Regions from separate parts of the Gossypium hirsutum genome. Here all the other regions are linked to region 3. A link is a contact called in public Hi-C data. All regions are on one chromosome and are shown on one strand. Each heading gives the region's core, a stretch centred on a gene start, on an enhancer-like site or on the middle of the called end of the contact. The rest is flanking DNA. Distances are from core to core; before and after follow the strand shown. Region 1 has its middle 7.4 kb from the start of LOC107949717. Region 2 holds the start of LOC107949715 (mediator of RNA polymerase II transcription subunit 4). Region 3 holds the start of LOC107949725 (protein-L-isoaspartate O-methyltransferase 1).

Evidence for each region. A called contact is a pair of places that touch in the nucleus more often than the background predicts.
Region 1: a contact with region 3 is called in a Hi-C map of leaf, with 2.0 times the contacts expected there. The contact joins the enhancer-like site here to the promoter of LOC107949725 in region 3.
Region 2: a Hi-C map of leaf shows a contact between it and region 3, with 2.9 times the contacts expected there. The contact joins the promoter of LOC107949715 here to the promoter of LOC107949725 in region 3. A contact is called at or near these places in 11 of 34 Hi-C or Micro-C datasets (hypocotyl, leaf and petal).

The regions. Positions count from the first base shown.
Region 1 is chrD03:41,198,746-41,201,445 of Gossypium_hirsutum_v2.1, reverse strand. No RefSeq gene overlaps it. Among protein-coding and RNA genes, the nearest start is that of LOC107949717, 7.4 kb to the left of the region's middle. Within about 2 kb of position 1,440, at least 4 of the 9 cell types and tissues checked have an H3K27ac peak or open chromatin away from gene starts, as enhancers often do. A contact at or near this core is called in leaf, where this site is marked.
Region 2 is chrD03:41,217,236-41,219,935 of Gossypium_hirsutum_v2.1, reverse strand. It overlaps LOC107949715 (mediator of RNA polymerase II transcription subunit 4), which reads left to right and starts at 1,427. Exons shown (of 8, transcript XM_016884459.2): 1 at 1,427-1,616; 2 at 1,706-1,956.
Region 3 is chrD03:41,040,361-41,043,060 of Gossypium_hirsutum_v2.1, reverse strand. It overlaps LOC107949725 (protein-L-isoaspartate O-methyltransferase 1), which reads left to right and starts at 1,442. Exons shown (of 5, transcript XM_016884469.2): 1 at 1,442-1,639; 2 at 2,137-2,340; 3 at 2,517-2,700. The coding sequence starts at 1,634.

The DNA of each region.
Region 1 (2,700 bases), core at 191-2,690, 160 kb before region 3:
TTTGTTGAAAAATATGAAATTGGTAATTGAGTGCTTGAAGGAGTGTCCATTCCTTGATCACTTAAGTTGTTTGTTAGATAGTTTTTATATTTATGATGTTGGTAATTTATTAAACGGTGTTTCTGGAATGTGTTGATTATGTGGATGGTATCTAGTCCATCAATAAAGATTATATCACTTGGGGAAACATATTTGGAAGATTGGATTGAGTTAGATCAACCCCTATCGAATCCCTTAGATCGTGGATATTAGATTAAATTGGAATGTTGTATACTTAGCTGCCAAGAGTCCATGTTTACCTTGTTCATTATTATTATATTGTACTCAGCTTATAATATGGTTGTTTTATAGGGATTGATATAGATATTCTTATGTAAGCAAGTCTCGATGCATTCTATATAATTGAGAGACTTATATAGGTTATTGTATTATGAGATTGAGCACTTAATTGTCCTTGTGAGGAACTTTATTTTATGAGTGTATATTGATAGTAAAACCTTTTGTGTTGTGGTTTTACTTACTGAATTCACAATGGTGAATGTAATGGTAAGAGTATTGTTCTTCAAAGTACAAAGATGAGAAAATTTTCATAGCTGGTGTGTAATCGAATAGGATCTCTTGTTGTAACTGTTGAAGATAGTAAATATTTTTCACTGAGCTAGGCTCTGTAGATGTAAGGAAACTAAACTACGTAAACAACTCTAATGTCTTCTGTTTGTTTACTATTTCACTTCGGTACTTGAAGAAATGCCTACTCCCTTATCACTCCTTCCAAGCATATAGCTTATATCTTAGCAACGATTTTATAACTTCAAAATTTATATTAATTGTACAAAAAATTATGAAAGATGATAAATTTATTTTAATTTTACATTGATACAACTGAATTCATTCATATATTATTAAAAAATCTTAATTAATATTATGTTCTTTTCATGACTAAATCAATTCATATTAACAATACTTTAAATATATGTATATTATTTTTTTCATTTTTGTTTTTTCATTAACTTTATTAATTAGGGTTTAGAGTTAGGATTAGAGTTAGTTTTTGCATTTGTTTTCATTTGTGTATGTTCTTCACATATTAATTTTGTTAATTAGGGTAAAAATATGGGTGTTCATGAATGTATAATATTATGTATGAGACTCTAAAAAAATAATAAAGTGCCCTTATTTTATTAGATTTCTAGAAAATGATTTTTAGAATGAAAATAATGTAAATTAAAAATTTAATTAAAACATGTTGAGGATTAACTTATACATGGAGGAGGTGGCAGAAATGAGAGATTCACCTCCTGTTTAACACAAGGTAGAGAGCCATCTAATTGGGTGGCCAAAGTTGTGGATAAGAGGGGGGGGGGGGTTCTTCCTCCTCATGCTTCGAGCCTTATATACCTTTATTTTCTTGTCTTGAGGTGCCACATGTCAAATCATTATGATCTGATAGTATAGATCCAAGTAGAATGACACTATGGTGTACTATAGACCTCTTCGGATGACACGTGATGGTTAAAGTTTAACGTGGCAGTTAATGTATGGGACCACTTAGTTGTTGAGTTGAAAAGTTTCTACGAGGGGTTTGCCAAACTGTTCATACTGTTCGTGTGCTTCCCCATCGGGCCGGCCAGACAAGGTGTATAAAAACATATAATTTATTCAATATAACAATCTTCCAAATTTCAACTATTAAATATGTAAGCTAACTTTGGTGCGGATTAGATAACCAGAATGGGCATCAGCTTTATAAATATGCTACTATACCAGATGGGATAAATGTTATTTTACTACAATGCTTCTTAACAGGACCTGAGTTGTAAAATCGTCTATTTTACCCGAAAAACATAATCTTAGAGATGGCACGTCCATTCAAAATTTTACGTATAGGACCATATATTGTCAAATGGCCCACACATGCTACATACATTACATATCTTTTGATCACTGCTTTAATCTATTAAAAGATTTCAGAGTCGGACCCGCCAACAACAACTTTGTATTCATCTTAACAAGTACCATTGAGCCAATAATTAGTTATGTTTTACCTAAAAGTTTTAGATTTTAGGTAAAGTTAAACAAAATTATTAATATATACAAATACAAATACGCTACAAATGTAAGAATATTTTAATATTTATAAGCATATTAAAATTTAATTTTATAACTATATAATATAATTATAACTTAATAAAACATATAAATATGATGCAAATATAGAGATTATATTTAAAAATAATTGGATGGTAGGTTTTTGTCCCCTTCCAATAAAGTGGATTAAGTAATGTTGCATTATAGAGACTGGACATGCGGTCCAAGTGAATTAATAGCATCTAATAATGATTAGAGGGTGGTAATTAGCTGTAACTGTATGAAATCATTTCTTTGTTAAGATATAGGGGTAACAGCTAAGCTCAATTAGCTTTGATCACCAAAATGCAAGTTGGATTACAAAATTAAAAAAATAGAATGAAAGTTGCAATTATTATATATTTGCTTAGATGGCGTGTGGATGCATATATATTATCAATAATCTATACTAATTTAAATTATACATGCAATTTTTTCAATTACGCATACTTCACTAGGTCTCACTTGGGAGATTACGTTGTCGAGCATCGTAGGCTAAGGTCATGCGAAGCTTAACCACCTCTTGTCACTTGTCATTTGCATATTTTGTAACTTCTTTACATCAAGCCATAT
Region 2 (2,700 bases), core at 178-2,677, 180 kb before region 3:
GCATTCATAGTCTCTTCCTTCCACTTTTGAAGGATAAACTACATATGCAGGTATCAAAGATGTATCATCTTGTAATGGTCCACCTAACTGGGTCGCCCCTATGCTCAGAATGTTACCTTCACTATTTCTGAAAGCTGTAATGACTTCCCTTCCATGAGGACCATTATGAGGTCCCTCAATTATCTTTAAATATGATAATCCAACCACATTAGAACCTTTGGGAAGTATCTTTGCTTGAGGATAACAAAATATTTGAAGAGTCATAAGATATTAAACATAATTTTCAATTAAAATATGTCAACAAATATGACAAATTACATTGCAACCGATAGTATTAACATATGATTTTTTATATCATAAGTTAATGTTAGTAAAACTACAAAGGATTTTTAAATTTATAATAATGAATTTAGTGCGCCTTTGGATCAATCGGTATCATTTCAAGTCTAAAATGCTTTACAATTCAAATTTCTATCGGAGTTTGAAGGTTTAGTAAATGTACAGGAACCTAAAAAAACCCAAAGTGCTAATTACTTTTTTTTTTACCTTCTTCCACTTTTCTCTATTACTTATTTTATTTTTAATATAATTTTAATTTTAATGTAAGCCTTATTTGATTGACTATGAAAAAAATTAAATTAACTGTTAGAATTTTTTTATAAAAAAGTGTAGAAAATAATAAGAAGATAAAATCTATTTATCAATATTTTCAATTAATTAATTTTAATAGTATATTATCTTGTAAAAATTTTATGGTTAATATTTAATTTTTGTTTAGAAGAAGTGAAATGTTTAAAAATTAAGGATAAAATGTGAATATATATTTTTTATAATTTAAAAAATATATTTATTAAACAATTTATATTCAATAATTAATTTTAAATAATATATGAAATAATTTTATAAAGTTAAAATTTCAATACTTTTTTTTTTCATTTTATCAAACAATACTTAAGATATTATGTTATAATTTTAATATATATTATTTAATATAATATAAATATTTTTAATAATTTCATTTTTAATATAAATTACAAATTAAAATTATAGTTTAGCATACATATAATTATATTTTATATTTTATTTTTAATTTAAATATAATTTATAATAGTTTTTAATCATTTATTTTATATACATTTTAATTTAATGTCTATAATAATCATTTTCCATTCTCAAATTATCAATATAGTTACATTTAAATTCAAACACATATCTTATCGATAATTTTAATTTCACTGATATAATACTTAAATCTTATTGTTATAATAATTAATCTCATTATATCTCTATTTATTAATCTAAATCGAGTCAATCTTATCACCGGTCCCAACGGATTATTAATTTAAAAATTTTAAAGTAGGAGTGAAGTTTATTAACAAAAAGTAATGGAATATTTCATTTCCTTAATATATAAAATAAAATTGCACGACCGCTGGATATTTATTACAAGATTTGAATTTGTTAAAAATTGTTAACAGCAACGTTAAAGTTGAGACAAGGCTTCTACATTTCCTTCTTCTTTGTAGCAGTGTCCCTAGATTCTCTCCACCGCCCCAACCCTAAACGCCAACCATGGCTCTCACCGTTTCCAGAACCGCCACTCTCCACCGTCTCGGGTAAGATTTTTTCGGGCCTGGCCCGAATTTTTATTAATTTTTTTAATTATACTGACCAGTGACCTCCCCTCCCCTTTTTCCCAAATCAGTTCCTAAAAGAAAATCCCTAAGTGCCGCTGCCCGTCGATAGCAGGCTCCTCTCCGTCTCCCGCTTCCTCTGTAGCCGGCGCCCATCACCGTTGCGTTGTCCCGCTCGTTCTTCCATCAAGACACTGTCTTCGTTCCGGCCAAGCTGCTGCTTCCTCTGTCGCCGGAGTTCACCACTGCCATCGCCTTCTCCGCTCCAGCCTTCAGCCGTCGCCGTCCCGCTGTGCGGCCGGTCAATCTCATCCAATTCCAGGTATCTCCATGGCTTCTATGGACGTTTTTTTTTTCTAAATCCCTAACAGTAACAAAGAAAATACCACCAATTTTTCCTCCGGTCACCACCATCATCGTTCCATAGGCTGTTAGGCACTCTATTTTTGCAGATCACCCTTTAATAGAAAAACTAAAAAAGGCCCATAACCCGGAAAAAACCGCTCGAACACGGTTAATGAGACAATACAATAGAAACCTAGTCCCTGCAATTCAAGAGAAACTATGTTTTTTCCAATCTCTTCTATATTCAATCCTACCTGTCCTCGAAGCTGTCAGTAAATCAAATTTCCTTTTTGGGTTTTTGCTTCTTTAATTTATAGATTAATCGGTGAGTTCTTTTCGTTCTTCAATCACTTAATGCATCGTTTTGTTTTTTTTAATGTTTAATCTTATATTGGATTCATTGTTAAAGATTTTTTCTTTGGTCTATTCTTTGAATGAGAGATACATGGATTTTAAGTTTTGAATTCAGTGTTGAAGTGTCTCAAGAGCTTGAATTCCCAGTTATTTAAAGGTTCTTCAACTTTACTCGAGTTAACTATTTAGCCCTAGAATAGGAGTAATCCATGGATTAGAAAGCTATGAACTTTTTTTTTCCATTGATGTAGGGTGTTGGAGATTCATACTAATTTACACGTGATTTAAGTTTTTAGAAAAATGGGTAATTGTTAAGGGTCAGAATGGGATTGATCCTAGTTCTCAAGACTCAAATTATTTACCCTTA
Region 3 (2,700 bases), core at 193-2,692:
TCTCTAAACATGCAACCCATAAGACTTGACTACTGAAGTTCCTTAAGAATATTTTAAACATCTTAGAACACTTTGGTATTGACTCAAAAACATTTGGATAAATTAAAGCACATTTAAAACATGTTTTAAAGTAATTGCAAGTCTTTGAAAATGTTTGATGAAATTTTCAACCATATTTTCACCAAATGACTTAGAAAAATATAATATATAAAATTTATCTTAAATTCTATTATATTAAAAGCTTGGGAAATCAAAGTTAATAGACAAAAATTATGCATATTTGTAGAATATTCAAAAAGAAAATGGGGTGAGCTATTTTATAATCCAAAGGACCAAATGGACACAGTGTCGATTTGTAAGACATTCCTTCGGGAAGTTACATAAACAAGTTCAAGTCTCGAAACCCATTGGAAATACAATAATCCAAGAGGTTTTAGTCTTGATCTTCAACATCATAAAAAACTCTGGCTTAGTGGGATAGTTTCCTTAAAATAGAAGTTCTTCATGATGGTCTAGTTTATCAAATAGATGACCTAGTAGTAAACTATGATGATACTATGCAATAATGTTGATTTCAAGTCCTTAACCACTAGCTCATCATGCAGCTTCCTAATCTTGCCCTTCAAGTTTTGAATTTCCATTTCTAGTTCCAGAACCCAAGCCGTATTATTTTAAGGTGGATTATTTTTACTAACAAGTAATAAGAGAGTCAGTTCATGGATTCCTTAAAACTAAAATTGATTTAGTCCTATGCATTTTAATTGGTTAGCCAATTTTTTCACACTACAATCTTCATGGCCTCGCTAAGCTAATTGGTAGCAATGTTGATAGTTATTTAAGCTCGACCTAATTTGAAATATGAGTTTAAAATTTTATTCAAATTAGTTCATAATCATAAACAGTTAAGTTGAATTTATCTAGATTCCCTCATATTTTTTTTAAATCTATTTTTTTAAATATTTAGTAATTATATATAAGCATACTGTCATTATATTTTTTTATTTTATTAAAAATTTTATATTTACATTATAACCCAATATATTTAACTTCTATATATAAATAACATAATACATAAAAGAAAAGAAAAATAACATATTATAAACTTAAAAATCGAACAGGTTAAGCCGAATTCGAGCTTTGAACATTAAACTCAAAATTTAATCTATATTTTAAACGAGCCTAATTTTTTTAAAACTTATTTTTCGAGCTTGATAGTAACTTTTTAAATTTTAACTGAACTTTCCAACTTAAAAAGTTAATCCGAATCTTGAACAATTCTTACCAAATAAGCCCACAAAGTTGTATCATTGGTGAGAAAGGGCATGGAATTAAACCAAGAACAATTTCATAAACAACTAAAGGCCCGGAAGTTTGCTATCATCATTGATCCATGAAAGAATTATCAATTACAAAAGTAAGCCCAAGAGAGTATCGTCAGTGTTGGGCCAACCAGATGAGTCAGTTCCGAGTGAGAAAAGCTAGCAAGCCATACTATACTAATGGAAACTGACACTAGTTCCTTCCTTCTTCATCCACGCTCTGCATCTTCATTTTATTCGATTCTTCCTTTATTAATCAATCTTTTAGCTCCCTAACTTCATTTTCTTCTTAGGATAACCCCTTGTTCTTCAGGATGGAGGTGCCTTACTCTTTCCATTTTCTTCCCTCTATCTCGCTTCACTTTTATGCTTAATAACAGTTTTGGTTTCTGGGTTTTGTTTTCCTTCTGATTACGGGGAAATGGTGTTTTTTTCCTCTCTTTTTTTGTTTATTACTTAGGTTTTGAGTTTGGGTTTTCAAGAAATGATAAAATTGTCTTGGTTGATCATCAAAAATAGAAAAGGAATAATTTAGGGACGGTTTCTGAGAATTTCTAGGGTGATCATCAATGATAGCTTGAAGAACTAGCTTTTATTATATCTATAGAATTGTTTGAATTGTTGGATATTCTTTTGACTTTTACTAACATAATAGCTTCAATTAGTGTAATTTTGTAAGATTCATAATCTAGGAATTGAAACAAAACATGATGCAATTTGATTGTTGTTTTTGTGAACTTCCCAGAAGGTGGGAATTTTATGTTGTGGATATAATTATTGGTGCAAAAGACATCATTTGAGGTAGTTCCTGGTACAGGGTCCGGTATGTCAAGTAGCCTGGGGATGCTATGTTCTATTGGTCATTTCCATTGGGGCCCATTGTGCCATGTCTAGTGATAATTTAGCATGTCCATCGACTTCGGACCTGAGAACTCAGCCCGTGGCTGCCCTTGATAAGGAAGGCATTGGACCTGCGATGATGTCTATACCAATGATTGCTTGTTCAACTTCTCTGTCTGAGGTTCCTCTGTTTTTTTGTGGCTTGCCTTGAAAATAAAATTAGTTATGGCCATAGGCATTGTCAGTGGTTGATTCGTGTAGCATTCAGTGGTTTTATTTCAGTATTTCTGTTTCCTTTTGTTGTTTTTCGGTTCAATGGTGACTTTGTGCTAAACATTTTTGGTAATGATTTGTTAGCACCACTCGGGTGGAAGTGGGACCAACAAGAACAAACAAATGGTGGAGCAGTTGCAGCGATATGGAGTGATTTCATCAAAGAAGGTTGTTGAAGTAATGGAGACTATTGATAGAGCATTATTTGTACCTGATGGGACCCCAGCTTATGTCGATAGTCCAATGGCAATAGGTTACAACGCCACCA